Linked DNA regions of Salmo salar: region 1 is linked to region 2. Evidence: chromatin contacts called from public Hi-C data. All regions are on one chromosome and are shown on one strand. The core of a region is the stretch at or near the end of the contact, and the rest is flanking DNA. Distances in the headings are between cores, read along the strand shown. Region 1 holds the start of LOC106584182 (vascular endothelial growth factor A-A). Region 2 has its middle 11 kb from the start of LOC123739253.

Region 1 (2,700 bases), core at 87-2,586, 93 kb before region 2:
TGTCTTAGTGAGAGTATGTTTTGGGGGGCAGTATTGGGGAAAGCGGGACTGTGTGTGTGAGAACTGAAGCAAGAGAGGATGGAGGTTCTCTGTATCTCTCTCTGTGTGTGTGTGTGTGTGTGTGTGTGTGTGTGTGTGTGTGTGTGTGTGTGTGTGTGTGTGTGTGTGTGTGTGTGTGTGTGTGTGTGTGAGATATCCCATCCGTACAGACTCATGCAGTCCCCCTATTAAATTAATTCCTTGTGTAACAAATATGTAGCAGGCATTCCATCTTCCCTACGCATAAAGATCAATTATCGAATATGTATGACTTGTTCTCTTCTGATTTACATGACAGATGAAAGAGGATGAATACCAAAAACAATTGTGCTTTTGGAATGCTTAAATGCTGAAACAAGACCTCCAATATCAAACAATATGTCCACGCAAGTCAAGAATCTGACATGTTTCAGTTGATTGTGTTGGCTCAGCCATGCCTAGCTAAGAGCTTCCTAAAGCGCACCTGAACACAAGTGTCTTCCTCACTTGGGAACATATAATGACATTTTCTAAAGTTTGACTTACTTTCTAATAAGGATAATTTCTTGCAACTTTCAGCACCTAGAACGTGCTATGATAATGAGGCTATGGAATGAGCCTTTTATGATTCCTGAACTCAGCATCATGTGTGTGGTACACCAAAAGCAAACCACTATACAGCCCAGGCAAGTCCCTCTCCACTCTTTCATACCTGAACATCCTCACCTACTGTACTCTGTATCCTTTTAGAGATCCAGGCATCTCTAATGTCCAATATAGGCTACAATCTCTGTTTAACTGATCAACTAAAAACATGTGTGCACCACCACCTCCAAGCGCTGGAAGTTAACTTTAGGTGCAAAAGCGATTCCTGCAATAGTATAGGCCTGGCCTGCTTCTAATTGGGTATTTTCACATTGTTTATGGTAACTCTTGCCAATACTTTAACATACAAAAACCTTTGGTTGAAAAATAAGAAGCATGTCAATTCCAATATTTCAACAAAATGGTAAATGGCTATCACAATGATGAATGATTCAAAAGCTGCAAAGAAAAAAGGCCACAAGAGACCATTAAATGCACCAACAACACAACTAACTATTGGCCATTTAATACTTACCATTTTAAACGTGTCATGTATTATATTTTTCATAAAAATTGTGACTTAAAGCACTCACCAAATCGCACAATGTGAACATCTCTGTTAAATATTTGATGGGAGCGCGCCCACCACCCCTCGCCACCAACCAGTAACGCCCACATTGGGGATCTAACCAATGAGCGCAAACGACGTCCTACAGTCGACACGTCCGATTGCTAAACGCAATAGCTGACGATCGTGGAACAGTAAACGCGCTACAACGAGCGAGAAACAGAGGTGTATGACAAGATCTCCTTATTCTGCGCCTGGACGTCCAAACCCAAAGTCAGAGTAAAACACATTTAAAAAAGCAAGACAAAGGAAAGGGAGACCGTTTCAGTGCGTTTCAAGGAGGATCGCTAACGGATCACTTTGCATAGGCAAACGCTCACCCTCACTTACTGTGATCAATGTTGTTATAACTCAGCCGCCGCTTTCACACAGTTAAGTTGCTTTCAGAAGTTGGTGAAAGTTTTCATCCTGGTGAGCAGATAGTAGGACGGTGATGTTACGTCCATTATGGGGTTTCTAATGTGGATGTAGAATAGAAATCTTGGAAGTCTCCGGATGACCGACGCATTTTGGATGTTACCATTCTTTGGGGCTATTCTCTGAGATTCCTTAGAGGCGGTTGCAATCCCCAAAAAAAAGGATTCCTCTCAGGTGGCACATCTGCTATGTTTGGATGGATTTGATTTTACTATAACCAAGTTATCAAGAAATTGTTGCGTTTTTTTGTGTTTTTTCTTTATTATTGTGTCTGATCCAAACGACAGCTGAAATTTTAGTACAACTGTACCACTCACCCTCGGAATTACAATCATGAACATTGGCAGTTTTGTACAATTATTATTTGCAGCGCTGCTTCAGCTTCATTTTTATGCAGTTAAGGTGAGAATTATATTTAAATCGGAGGGGCATCAGATGCGTTTGAATTAGGAATACAATGCTGTTCATGTTTCATTAATGAGGGGATCGCCCTTATCGCTCAACCTCGTCACTTGCTGCTAGGTGTGTAGGCCACTTACAATGTATTCACTTTCTGTAAATCATAGGCCTAATGAGAGATTTTATGTCACATTTGAATTGTTAATCCTGACGTTTGACATACATTTTGGTCCTTTTGGGAAAAAGTGCCATAGGCCTATTCCAATTAACGCTGTCTTTTCTATTATAATTAGGCTATTATTTGTATTATCATTATAACTTTTGAAAATGCACAATGCACCCGGCATTAATGTCAACAAAATAGTAGGCTAGGCAAAATCGGAATTTTGAGTGACGTAAAAGTGAAACGAGTTGCCTCATTACACTAACATCATCCAAAATCACTATTGTCGTGATTTAATTCAATTGGATTCCTATTGAATAAAATTACGACAACATAATGTCACTACACCCACTGGCCACACACTGGTTGAACCAACGTCGTTTCCATTGAACCAACGTGTAATAGAGGTAGAATTGATGTGTGTGTCCAGCGAGTTGATTCCAATATTGGCAATGTATTTGCTCTCGTTTGTAGGCTAGTCTACTGTAAT
Region 2 (2,700 bases), core at 178-2,677:
ATTGTCCTCTGATCGGCCACTTGCCAAAAGCGATAATGTGTTTCAGCCTGGGGCTGCCTCGATATGATTCAGCTTTTTCCCGGGCTCTGAGAGCCTATGGGAGCCGTAGGAAGTGTCACGTTACAGCAAAGATCCTCAGTCTTCAATAAACAGAGACAAGAAGAACAAGATCTTGTCAGAGAGGGCACTTCCTGTAAGGAATCTTCTCAGGTTTTTGCCTGCCATATGAGTTCTGTTATACTCACAGACACCATTCAAACAGTTTTAGAAACGCTAGGGTGTTTTCTATCCAAAGCCAATAATTATATGCATATTCTAGTTACTGGGCAGGAGTAGTAACCAGATTAAATCGGGTACGTTTTTTATCCGGCCGTGTCAATACTGCCCCCTACCCCCAACAGGTTAAAAGGATCTCTAAGGTCAGAGTGTGACAAGATGAAAGGAAGGAGAAAATATGTTGTGCATATGTTGGCATTACGTGCTGTGTGAGGTGAAACCTATTTCCTGTGTCTTTTGTCTTATTGTGCTGAGGGGTTTGGCACCCTACACATGTGCTACATATCCCCACTGGATTGATTTTTTCCCCAAGGGGATTTTTCGCTTTGGCTTTTTGGGCCTTTTGTGTGGCTTTTATAATTGGGCCTTGCTGCACAGGTTGCAAGGCAGATCCTGACTGTGACAGATCTGGAAGTCCCTTAGGGGTGTTTGCCTGTTGTCATTGTACTCAGCGTAAAGAAATACATTATAATCAAACACCAACCTTCGTCGGTTTTGTTATTTCATTTATTAATCTTTCGACCTTGGCACCACGGGGTATTGGGTGCAGTTGTTAATCAAACAAAAGATGAAAATGCATTCCTACAATACCATTCATACCAGGAAGGGGCATGGCTCAGTAAATCATTGCTGATTCTTTAATAAATAGAACATTTGATTTAACTCGAAGTTAAACATTTATTGTTTCCTACTTTACAAAAATGATTTAGGTAAAGCAGCATTCAGTATGTGCTTCACTTTGTAAGTCTAGGCTGATATGAGTACTGTCATTCACCTGGCTACTGCTCTCATGAGTTTGTTAAAAGTGCTGGTTATGATGGTGAAGTTTACATTCTATGGGCGTGTCACTGCATGGTGGGAGGAGGATCTGAATGTGGACTTTAGGTAAACCTACCAACATCCAACCACACCCCCTGTCTATGTCCTCATATGACCCAATGACCTCACATTGTCATCTTCACAATCACACACTTGCACGCTCGCACACACGTACGTACACACAAACACTAGCACACACAGACACTAGCACAAACCCGTCAAAGTCAAATGCTACAGACCTCACACCATGCCACAAGGGACCTCACACACACATGCACGCACACCCACCCACCCACAACCTCTCTGGAAGAGTCACAATGTAACACACACCCACTGACCCCACAGCAGTTGTCCACGTCAGTCCAGCAGAAGACATGTGAACTCTGAATCCAGTCCAGTGTTGGGGAGACTGGGGTTAGTTTTCGCACGGGTTGGTTGTCACAGTGCGGTGTAATAAATATCAAGATAAAAATGTGTGTCCTGCATATGCGAGGTCATCCATGTGGTCAATATAGGTCAAAAATCACAAAATATTGAGAGGAATATTGTCATTTTGTTATGGGTGAAAGTAAATATTTATATTCTTGTTATTTCTTTAATAAATACAGTAGTTATGTGGTGAGCGTATCCATAAACAATTACTTGTATTGGGGGGAGGGGGGGGGGGGGTTTCATCCCCATTGGAACAAAGTAAGCTAAATTATGTTGAAAAGACGTCTATGTTTTACAAGTTTGGGCGGCACAGTACAGCAAAGCACAGTCAGTACAGAGTACAGTAAAGTGCACAGTGCAGTGCAGCACAGTAGAGCAAAGTAGAATACAGTACATTGCAGTACAGTGCGGTAAAGTACAGTTGAAATCAGTAGAGTATAGTACAGTAGATCAGAGTGCAGTACATTGTACTCTGCCCTACTGTGCTGAAATCTACTGTGCGGTATTGAACTGAACTATACTCTACTTTACTTTACTGTATCATACTGTGCTTTACTGTACTGCACAGTACTGAACTGAACTATACTCTCCTTTACTTTACCCTACTGTACTGAATACACTACTTTTCTTTACTGAACTCTACTGTATACTGTCAAACTTGTGAAACATAGACATCTATAATTGATTCAGATTTGGTTTGGTCCAGACCTGCTTGTCAAAACATGGAGTCATGCAACTCCTCTGAGAGTCAGCAACACACACACACACACACGCCAACCTATTCCAGTTTGAAAAAGCAATCCTTGTTTACCCCCCCCCCCCCAAAAGAAAAGGTTAACACAAATGTTTACAGCTTTACTTTTTTCACTTTATCAGAAGTCTCTTCTTCTTATTGATGTCCTTTAGTAGTGTTTTTTTTTTACAGCAATTCGACCATGAAGGCCTGATTTACACAGTCTCTTCTGAACAGTTGATGTTGAGATGTACCTGTTACTTGAACTCTGTGAAGCATTTATTTGGGTTGCAATTTCTGAGACTGGTAACGCTAATGAACTTATCCTCTGCAGCAGAGGTAACTCTGGATCTTCCATTCCTGTGGCAGTCGTCATGAGAGCCAGTTTCATCATAGCGCTTGATGGTTTTTGCGACTGCACTTGAAGAAACGTTCAAAGT

The links. A called contact is a pair of places that touch in the nucleus more often than the background predicts.
Region 1: a contact with region 2 is called in a Hi-C map of muscle, with 4 times the contacts expected there. The contact joins the promoter of LOC106584182 here to the enhancer-like site in region 2. A contact is called at or near these places in 2 of 3 Hi-C or Micro-C datasets (gill and muscle).

The regions. Positions count from the first base shown.
Region 1 is chrssa02:46,324,175-46,326,874 of Ssal_v3.1, reverse strand. It overlaps LOC106584182 (vascular endothelial growth factor A-A), which reads left to right and starts at 1,336. Exons shown (of 7, transcript XM_014169146.2): 1 at 1,336-2,050. The coding sequence starts at 1,982.
Region 2 is chrssa02:46,231,493-46,234,192 of Ssal_v3.1, reverse strand. No RefSeq gene overlaps it. Among protein-coding and RNA genes, the nearest start is that of LOC123739253, 11 kb to the left of the region's middle. Within about 2 kb of position 1,427, at least 1 of the 13 cell types and tissues checked has an H3K27ac peak or open chromatin away from gene starts, as enhancers often do. A contact at or near this core is called in muscle, where this site is marked.